Linked DNA regions of Mus musculus: region 2 is linked to region 1. Evidence: chromatin contacts called from public HiChIP or PLAC-seq data. All regions are on one chromosome and are shown on one strand. The core of a region is the stretch at or near the end of the contact, and the rest is flanking DNA. Distances in the headings are between cores, read along the strand shown. Region 1 overlaps Abhd12 (abhydrolase domain containing 12). Region 2 holds the start of Nsfl1c (NSFL1 (p97) cofactor (p47)).

Region 1 (5,108 bases), core at 199-2,698:
TGGAGCCCCTTGGGGGCTGGGGCTGATAGTGGTGGGAAGCTCCTGCAAAAGTGGGTACCTGGTCTCTCTGTCCTGTCTCCACACCCCAGCCCCTAGCTTCACTGGCTCTGTCACTTCTTACCCACTGTCTATTCTCTTTGTCTATCTAGAGACGCCACCAGATGCCCTTATATTGGAGTCTCCATTCACAAATATTCGTGAAGAAGCAAAGAGTCATCCATTTTCAGTGGCAAGTATATGAAAATAAAATGTATTTTCATTATTAAAATGATAATTATGAAAATAAGAGCAAGTAGATAATGAAACTAGTCATCATAAAAGGAATGACTTAACATTTACTAAAGACTCATAGTTCTCGGCACTGGCCTGCCCATAGAGCTGCCAAAGAAGGGGGAAGTAGCTTTCAGCCCAGGGCACTGGCATTGTAGGAGGCTTTGCCCCTGTGGCCACATTGCATACCCAGTCCTATTTGGCTTCACTGCACACCTGATCTCACAGCATCTCTGCCCACTTGGTGCTGTGGAAGGCTACAGACTAGCTCCCTCCTTGGGGTGGAGCCTACACTATGGGTACTAGAGGATTATTAGAACCCAGGCTCAGTGCACTGGACATCCCAGGATTGTCTCAGAGTAAAATCCAGGTAACCTTGCTCTAGGGCCGGTCCGTCCCCACCTCTCCCTCATGGGGTGGAATCCATCCTTTTCCCCACCCCGCCCTGCTACTTCCCACTTCAGCTCCTGACCAGTGTGTGACCTGGAGTAGGTTTCATGCTCCCCCCATGCCAGAACACCCCTTTATTTTCTCATGTCACTGGTGCTGCCTCTCCCCGACAGTTTGTGAGGAAACAGCCTTTGAGTCCCATTTCCTTGGTGGGCATCTGTCTTTCTGTCTGTGGAGAGTCTGGTTTGTGGTTGCACGTGAGCTGTGGAAGCCCCATCTGATCTACGGGGCCGGATGAGTCTTCTCTTCCCAGTCGCAAAGCCAGGACAAAGCTGGAAATGGAAACTGCACGTCTCCTAATTCCTTGAACCTAAACTGCCATAACTCTCAGCCTTTTCCTTCTGCACAGCTATCTTAGCCCTTCTGAAAACGCTTTCTGTCTTGTTCAGATATACCGATACTTCCCTGGCTTTGACTGGTTCTTCCTCGACCCCATTACAAGCAGTGGAATTAAATTTGCAAATGACGAAAAGTGAGTATTGTGGTGGAGTGAATAGAAAGACACAGGGCCCCACCCCATGACTCAGCGCGGTATTAGCCCGACAGAGTGGGCTTCAGAAGACCCACGGCTGGTCCCCCGTGTCTTTTGAAAGGGAAAGTCAAGTTGAGCTTAGTATTAGAAAAAAGAAAGAGCATTTAGATGGCAGGGCAGGTCTGTCTCTGCCACTGTGTGCAACCCGGGAGTCAGCATCCCAGCATCCCGGGTTTCTCCTCCCACCTCGTCAGGCAGGCTCTCGCGCTCTCTCTCGCTGTTTCTGCCGTGCTGCATATTTATTCTAGGCATGCTGACCCACAGCTTCTGGGCCATCCTCCTGCCTCTGTTTCCTGTCTTAACCGCAGGGGTGCTGGGATTACAGATGCCTGCTACATAGGCTCCAGAAGTCACATTATATTGTCAGGATTGTGCAGCGAGCGCTGTATCTACTGAACAAGTAGATAATGAAAACAGTCATTAAAAGGGAACACTTTTCTTTTGGTATAGAAGTAAAGAATTGTAAAAAATTAATAACATATTTTCGTCCATATATTTTTCCAGTCTAGAACCCAGGGCTTCTAAATAGACATTAAAGCAGTATTTAAATTTAATAGTGACCACATTGAAATAGATGTGAAAACATAAGCAGTTTTCCTTCAGGTATGTATTTTTGCTTCTAAAAATAAAAATGTACCATATTAAAATTTAAGTAACCATTACAAACAAAACCCCTTGCTTAAGTATTACCATTGTAGATCTTACAAGACAGTTATCTGAGTAAAGCAAATTTGCTTTTAAAAAAAGTGAGTATTGGCCCCAGGAAGCCTTTGGCTCCAGCTCTCCCACAGAGATAGGTGGATATGAGTAGCTGCGGACCGAGCACCAGTGGAACCTGCTTGAGCCTGCATAACAGCTTCGTGGGTAAATGGGACCCTCCTGCGCTCACGTGGACAGTTTCTGTACCAAGGATTTGCCGCTTTCTCCAAGAGGCTTAGGTTAAAGGAAACAGCTTATCAGATGCCTCACCACTGGGTGCTTTTCTTGTGAGCATGAAGACCTGAGTTTTAGCTCCAGAACTCATGTAAAGAAAAAGCCAGGCATGAAGATAATGCTTGTAATTCAAGTGCTAAGAAGGCAGAAACAGGTTTCTGATTGCCTGAGGTCAGTAAGAGATCCAGTTTCAAAACAAAAGGTAGGCAGGCACCTGGAGATAATGTCTGAGATCATCCTCTGGCCTTTACCTACATGTACATGTGTGTGGGTATATACACAAGAAATGCACCAACATGAGTCCTATGTGTGCTGGGTGCCAGCTAGTAGGACATTATGTTTGGGGTCGCACGCTCTCTCTGTCGGGATGGCACTGTGCTAACTTCAGGGAAGTGCACAGCTCTATTAGAGGTCAAGATTGAAACAGCTCAAGTGGCTACCCCAGTCGCCCTGTCCAGTCCTGGTAGCTGCTCTACAGGACGCTGTGGCTTGCTGAAGAACTCTGGCTCTGTTGGACCTATTGTGACATTTGCCATTAAGGACTCAAAGCTAGAATGACTTAAATGACAATTACACAAGATTAAGTGGAGCACGGATTCTTTTAACCAACAGGTTCTTAGTAATACCCATTTGCAGTAAGATTCTTAGAGCATTTAAATACCCTTATTTGTAAAGATTGTGTGTTGTTGTTGTTGTTACTATTAATGTAGCTACTGGCAAAGTTAATGGTTTTCCATTTTCATAAAATACGCAGGGATCAGATGTTGGGGAGTGAAATGACCTCTAGATTGACATCTTAACACTTAGCTGAAATACATAATTATTTCAAACAAAACAGAACAAAACCTAAGAAGTTATTTCTTAGTTCTATAGTAAAAAGAAACGTAGCTACATTCAGGCTATTAAGCACCAAGGAAGAACACACCATAAACCCAAATCTCTGCCCAGGGTGATGGGTACAGGCAACCCCTCTTTGGTCTCCACCTAACAGCCCCTTTCTCCTGCAGTATGAAGCACATCTCCTGTCCTCTGCTCATCTTGCATGCCGAGGATGATCCAGTTGTGCCCTTTCATCTCGGTAGAAAGGTGGGTGTTGTGTGATGCTGCCCCTGGTACAGTAGTTGCCATTCGCCCTCAGTGTAGATCAGGTTGGGCACGCAAGGTAGGGAAGCAGGCTCTGCCCGCTGTGTTGTGAAGTGGGCTCCCATCACAATAGTCTGCATCTTTTCCAGGTGCTTGACGACCTATGAGGTCTACTGTCAGGGTCAAGAGCAGACTGCTGTTCTATCCACCAGAAACTATGACAAACAAGCATTAGAACCCAGGCTGACATGGGAGGATTGAGGGGACCACTTGTGGCTCAGTTGGCAGAACTCATGTAAAGACATCTAGGCTATATTCTTGCCTTCGTGGATAAACTGCAGGGAGGGACCTAGCACTTGCTGCTACTAAATCTGCATTGACTTTGCTGCTGGAAAGCTGGCTTAGATGGGGGGTGAGGGGGCGTGGCGTGTAAAGAATACCATACTGGGCACAGGAGTGCCTAGAGAAGTGCTTGGCATGCCTCATCAACAGACTTGGCACACGACTCGCTTTGGGCAGGCTTTATACGTTACACAAAGATGAAGCCATCCAAGAGAGTGTGAACTGCCCAGCAGCGCACCCCTGGTGCATGGAACTGAGCTACCCCTTAGCTGTTTTCAGAGGAAGGGCACTGTGGAAGTAGAAGAGCAGAAAAGGGGTCATAAATGGTGGACTTTATGGACGTGGCAATGCCTAGCATTCCCAGACTCTGGCTTCTTGGACCTGGCTGTGTAGGCTGTAATGACAGAAGCAGTGTCTATGGGCACTTGGGCTGTTCTCTGGAGGAAGCACCAGTCTTTATTGAAGGGGAGAGGTCATAGGCGGTTCTCCGTTGGGCTCTAGGCTGATTCCTCTCTCCCTCTCACCAGCTATACAACATTGCTGCACCATCTCGGAGTTTCCGAGACTTCAAAGTCCAGTTTATCCCCTTTCACTCAGACCTTGGCTACAGACATAAATACATCTACAAGAGCCCAGAGCTTCCAAGGATACTGAGGTGAGACATTCTCTTCTAACCCTTGAGCCTCTCTGGACAGCTAGCCTCACACCTAGCTGTGCAGCAAGTGACAGTCACTGAAGCCATTTGAGCCGCTCAGAAGTGTGCTGCAGGGTCAGTGATTCAAGGGCCTTCCACCAACACCATGTAGACGTTACAACGTTTGTTCTCCTTTCTTCTGGATAATATGATCAGATGGGGCATATGGTCTTCCGGTACACATCGCACAAACGCACATGAGCACACGAATAGGGGAGTACCTAACAGTGTGCACATGTACCATCCTTACTCAGGCTGCCATGTGTGTGCAGAGTGTGCAAGCATCCTGGGGGCCTTTGAGTGCACATGCACCACTCCCAGTACATGGAAGGCTTCATATGTACAGGAGTACAGGATACAGCTTCCTAAAGGGAGGCCCTGTTTCTGGCTACTACACACTAGTCACTCTTGGACAAGATGTAGGCTGCAGCCCAGAACCAAAGTATGAGTGTGGAGTAGCAAGGATCAGTTTCTGACTGGCCTCCCATGTGGCCATCCTCCATGCTCCTACATAGATTTCCCCATAGCATCACCTAGCTCCTTGTCAGATGACCCAGGCTCCACTCGCCACCACTCAGCAGTCCAACCCTCCCTGCCCACCATACTGGGGCTGCTGTGCAGCACATGAACCCAGAGCACTGGGCTACTTGTTGAGCACTGTTGCTGCTGAAAGGAGTCCGCTGTTCATGCTGGTAGGCTTGAGAAGTGGGCTAAGGGCCAGTTATTCCCAACCTGTGACTAAAACTGGTTGCTTAAATTATCTCCCAAAGAGCAATATCCTGTGTAGTCCAGACCCTAGATCCT
Region 2 (5,731 bases), core at 792-3,291, 660 kb before region 1:
CTGGCACAAATGGACTGCAAAATGAAGACAGCTTCTGGAGGTAAGAAGTGGGGTCAGGTTCAACCCCAGGCAGCATGCTCAGGCCCTCAAGCTTATGTTCTAAGAGGAAGAAGAGTATAGGGACAGATGCTACATTTCCTTTCTTTGTGAAGCCCGGTTCCTGTTTGAAATGGGGATGCTGTTCCACCAAACCTATAAAACTGAAGGAGATAATCACTAAAGTTAACGCAGTCACCTTAGCTTTACACATGTGAAAGCCCTTCATATGAGTCCTTTGGTCATTTGTGACTGTCGCCAACTCAATGAGAAGGCATTGATTTATCACACATTCTCCACACAAAGAGAGAAGACAGAACAATGAAGTCCCACGGAGATGGAGGAGGCACCTCCTGTCTAAAAGGTAACCAACTGTCTAGGAGGAAATGAGCTGTCATGGGACAATCAGTCTGAAGGTATTCTTCATGTAGTATAACCAGCTTCTGGGAAGTCATGTGCCATCGTAGGAGTTGTACTAAACTGACATTTAGAGAACCTGCATTCAAGTCCTGGCACTGCTAGTCAAGTTACCACACAGGTAAGAGCCTCAGTTCGGATGATCTACTGGGATAGAAGCTTTTCTCTTATGTATTTCCACTCAGCACAGAGGCTTCACAGCGCCTTTAAGAGCATCTTTCTGTTTGTTATGTTTTTGAAAGAGGGACTATTTACTCCTGGAACTATGTAGATCAGGCTGGTCTCGAACTCAGAGATCTTCTGCCTCCAGAGTGCTGAAAGAGTTAAAGGAATAAAGATCCCTAATGTTTGGGAAGCTAAATATTACAGTCAGTAGACATGGTTACATCAGAAAGCTCACACAGTGAGCACATTCGGTGTCCCTTTGAGGGTCCAATTCCTTATCCATAAGATAGGGTTAGTCTTTACCTGTTTAATTAGTAGTTAGCTCTTCAGCAAGTTATTTATCCTCCAAGTCTCAGCTGCAATGTGAGACATGTAAATGAGACATTCTGTAATGCTGAACAGTGCCTGGCTTGTTGTAGGTACTCAAGAAATATTAGTCATCGTCATCTACCTAAGATGTAGGCTGGCCAAGGACATTTATGCAATCAATTCTTTCTAACATTAATTACTGTGTTTCTGAGCAATAAGAGATGGGTGTTGCTCTAGGGATCAGAAGTGTGCAACATTTTATGCCTGGTGGAGCTTTGCCTTCTAAATTAATTCCTTAGTGACTATTTACTACATGCCAGTGAACAAGACAGTAAGTCCTAAGAAATTCCCATTTTACAGTTAACTACGAAATGTGCAGAGACCCCAAACGTGCGCCACAATCCCACAGGTAGTTTCTCCCTGCAATTAGGCAAGAGTGGGGCGTGGGCTGATGCCTTGCAGGGTTTCCCCCACCAGCACAGCATCCTTGCAGAAGCGGAATCGGAAGGCCACCGCGACCTCGGTGGGGCTCCATCTGGAAGCAGGGCACTCGATTCCACCCGGCCACCCGCAGGCACTCGCCGTGGCAGCCACGCCCCCAGGCGACGACTCCACGCGGACTGCGGCAGCGCCCAAAGTCTCGCCAACACTGCGAGCCCGCAGGAAAACAGAGGCCCTGCAAAGCAGGGCCCGCCCGCCTCCATGAACTTCCAAGCCAGGCCGGTGACGCGTGGCAAGCGACCCCAGGCACCATGAGGCCTGGGCCAGGCAGGGCCCAGCCCCGCAGGGATGACTGTGCGCTTCGGCCGCGTAGGGATCGCAGAGCCGACGCCGCACTCCGTATTCCCCAGCCCGTCCGAAGCGGCCCGCCTCGCGGCGCTACCTGCAGGTCCCAGCCAGCCGACTCCAGGAAGAAACGGGCCCTGTCCTCCTCAGTGCCAGTCACCGCCACGAACTCCCTCAACGCGTCCTGCCGCTCCTCCGCCATCTTCGCCCCGTGCACTTCCCAAACCGCTCCGGCGGACACTGCAACAGCCCGAACCCCAGGTCTGCGTTCCGCCCGCCGTTCTACCGCGTCCAGCCGCTGGGCGCCTGCTCGTAGGCTCCGCCCAATGCGGTGCCACAGGAAAAGCCCTCCGTGTGGGAAACCTAGCCGCCTCGCGCCCTCTGGTGGCCCCTATGTGAGCCTCACCTTAATGGCTGAAGTAGAAGGTCGATGGAAGTGAGTAGGGAGGGGCTGGTTTTCCCACAGGATGAAGTAGTCCCGAAATCAGATCCTGGAAATTACTCATGGTCTCATCCCTTTATTTCGTTAATTATTTATTTGCACATTAATTTCCTTCTTGAAGCATTACGCTGTCTATGGCTTGATGCTCTTCCAAGGGCTGTGGAAATAACAGAGATAAAACAAAGTATCCTGTCTTCTTGTTGCTTATGTCCTTTGACCCTAACAGTTCTAACCGATGCTCACATCCCCATGGTTTCCTATCTTAAACTAGTATAAGTCTCAGCCTGCCACTTTCCACAGCATCTAGCAAATCACCATTGCATTGCCACTGGCAGGCTGGCCCAGGACAAGGAGACTCAGAGCAGAGGTAAGATGGACATGTGTCACCTACAGAGAAAGTTTAGAGCTCTCTCTCCAACAGTGCTGCCCCTCAAGTGAAAGTGGGGACAAGTGAAGCTGGGAGCCTCCTAAGTCCATCTATTTATCCCTCATTTTCAAGGTTAAACTGTTACCATCCTACAATCTGCTAAGTTGGTGACCAGCAATTATTCTACCAGAACTTATTGAGTGTTCAGTGAGGTTCCTGTCAGCTGATTATATGCTTTGTTTTTCTCCTCTTCTTCCTATGCCTGACTCAGAGCCACATTCACTGTGCATGAAGCCACTACTAATGAATGTGTGAATGAATGAATAAGTGAATGGATGAAATAACACATGGATCAGACAATGAGGATCTCACAGGGAGTGGTCTATGCAAGAGCCCCTTTCAGTCTTTTTGTTCCACAGAGTCATACTATGAGAATGAAGAGCAGGAAGTAGCTCTGCCAGGGGCATCTCCAACTTCTAAGCCAGCCTCGGGCATGGCTGCAAACGCGACAGCACTGGATTGGTGTGAATACCGTCCTTTGGTATAACTGCAGATCAGTCCCACTGTAACCAACTGAAAAGGCCCACAGAGGCCATTTGGAACCTAACACATTGCAGAGAAGCAGTAAGGAGAACCCTATCTGCTTTTGATGCTGGTCCGATTCATAGTCAGCCCTCTGCCCAGCCTGACAGCTATCAAGAAGACTATAGGAATAATTGTGGGTGCAGGGCATTAGGGTTCCCTTAGCCTGCTGAAGGTGCTGTGTTCACATTATTATCTATTTCATCATAAAATAAACCTCTGCTAGGTAGAGGTTAGTATTCCCATTTTACAGGTAAAGACAGAAACCAGAGGTTCAGTAGGACCACACCTAATGAAAAGTACAACCTGGGCCTTGCCGTCCCAGCTTCTCAGGTGCCTGAGACTGAAAGAGTGACCTTGCAGAGCATATTTAAAGTCAGTCTGGGAAACAAAACTAAACCTGGTGAGAAAGTGAATCCATGCTAAAAGGCAGAGGATGCAGCCCAGTGCCAGAGGCCTTGCCTGTCATGGGAGAGGCTATAGTTTCAATCCCAGTTTTAAACAAATGTCCTAGCCTGGAAGTTTGGAGAAAGACTGACCAAGCCTCTATCTTCGCTGTCTCTCTACATATACACAGCATCACCCACAGCTCCACCTGTGGTCAAGTTCTGGTTTCAATTTAAAGCTGACTTTCTTGTCATTCAGGTATGAAATGTACCCAGAACCTATAGCTTCCAGTTAGTCCATTCCACATGTTCTCCCAAATATCCAGGGCACTCCACACAATACTCATGGCTTCCAGACTAACACACACACACACACACACACACACACACACACACACACACTCCACCACTACCACCACCACCACCACCACCACCACCAGAACAACAACATTACTCCAGGATAACATACACATATATCACCATCATCACCATCACCATCATCATCATCATCACCACCACCTATGGCGTCCATGGCACTCTACTCCTCGAATAGCCCAGCTTAAGTGCACATTATGCTTTTCAGATTTCCAAACCCACACCATCCCTATTTCAGTACTCTCATTCCAGGTCAGTTTGCACTTACTGGCTATTTGCTACCTTGCTGGAAGGAGGTTCTGGGCATCACAGACAGACCGGGAGGGTTTGTTTTAAAAGTTTGCATATCTCTCTTCTGTGAAAGTACAGGCAAGGGAGTCACTGAGCAGATTCTGTCAGCTGAGGGCAGGTGACTGCAAATGTTTCCACTGAAATAGTGTCAGGTCACCTGTTAAAGGTAGAAGGATATATCCTAAAGAATGATGGGGGGAGTGCTGGTTGGCAGTGGTGTGTATCTCTAATTTCAACATTTGGAAGGCAGAGACAAGTGGATCTCTGAGTCTGAGGCCACTCTGATCTGCAGAGTGAGTTCCAGGATAGTCAGGGATCTACAGAGAAACCTACACACACACACACACACACACACACACACACACACACACACACACACACACACACACACGGCGGGCTCTGTGGCTGCCTGTGAAGAACACCAGCTAGAAGCACTATACAAAAGTCACAGTCAGGCTTACAAAATAGAGGGGACCTAGTATAGAGTCTGAAGGGCAGAATTTCCAGCCCTTCCTCCTATCTCCCTCCTATCTCAGAAGACATAACAAACATTGACATCATTGGAGTGACAAATCCCAGTGTCATTTTATGTAATTCCCTCAGCCACCTTGGGAAGAGGAAGCCACCAGCGGGGGTAATGTCCTTCCCAAAATGGCAATGAACTCCACACCAACTATGGGATTCGAGGGGAGAGGAGGAGGGGAAATGGGGGATGGAGGAGAGAAAGTTATAGCATCAGTTGTTGCAACAAGTGCCGGAGAGAAACAGTGTAAGGAGGCAGACTTTATTTTCACAGTTTTGGGGTCTATTCCAGGGTCTTGTATTCAGTGGGGCGTGCCTACCCAGAGGTGCCGTACTTGGAGTTAATAATAGTCACCAGGGTGACCTATCCATCCTAAGGTATTGTCAGCTGTGGGGCACAGTCATCCTGAAGTGCCACCTGCAGTGGGTATGCCTGCTCTGAGTCTCTCCCGATAGTAGAACAGTCCATCCTGAGGTTAGCCACACATACTCCAGCTTTTTGTCACAGTGTCTCCTGTGTCTGGTATAGCCAGAGATAGCAGTGGAGAAGAGATTTTGCATTTGATGCCTGTCTCCTGGCCAGCAATGTCACCCTGGGGGCTACAGGAGGCCAAGGAATTTACAAGTTAACAAGTTGGAGCCACATTTTAGAATTTATTTCAACAAATTTGCTAGCTTTCACCCAGTTCTTAAACCTGAGCCCCACCACTTTCCCTGTCCCCATTTCAATATCACTTCCTGAGCACCTCTGGCAGGAGACTCCCAGGCTCCCTTTTAGCACCATAGCCTAACACACACACACACACACACACACACACACACACACACACACACACACACCCCTCTCTTCAATCTGGAAGCCTTGAGTGCAGAGCTCTAGATGTGAAGGCAAATCTAGAGATGTTGGTGACCAGACTTGAGCTATTTGAGGAAGAGGCAAGCAGTCAGAAGCTGCAGAGACCTAGAGAGAAAGGGCTCCATCCTAGGCCCCATCTGTTTTGGGAGCCTGATGGCAACTTTTGTATAATGCTTCCAGCTGGTACTCTTCACAGG

Evidence for each region. HiChIP or PLAC-seq counts read pairs in DNA pulled down with a chosen protein or histone mark.
Region 2: an H3K27ac HiChIP or PLAC-seq map of embryonic stem cells shows a contact between it and region 1, with 4 times the contacts expected there. The contact joins the promoter of Nsfl1c here to the enhancer-like site in region 1. A contact is called at or near these places in 1 of 39 promoter capture datasets (embryonic stem cells) and 3 of 115 datasets of contacts at active chromatin or transcription factors (cardiomyocytes, embryonic stem cells and large pre-B cells).

What each region holds. Positions count from the first base shown.
Region 1 is chr2:150,833,436-150,838,543 of GRCm38.p6, reverse strand. Abhd12 (abhydrolase domain containing 12) reads left to right here. Exons shown (of 13, transcript NM_024465.3): 9 at 150-229; 10 at 1,110-1,192; 11 at 3,193-3,271; 12 at 4,138-4,265. Among named protein-coding and RNA genes, the nearest start is that of Gm23598, 48 kb to the left of the region's middle. Within about 2 kb of position 1,448, at least 23 of the 459 cell types and tissues checked have an H3K27ac peak or open chromatin away from gene starts, as enhancers often do. A contact at or near this core is called in embryonic stem cells, where this site is marked.
Region 2 is chr2:151,490,492-151,496,222 of GRCm38.p6, reverse strand. Nsfl1c (NSFL1 (p97) cofactor (p47)) reads right to left here and starts at 2,041. Exons shown (of 10, transcript NM_198326.3): 1 at 1,811-2,041. The coding sequence starts at 1,915.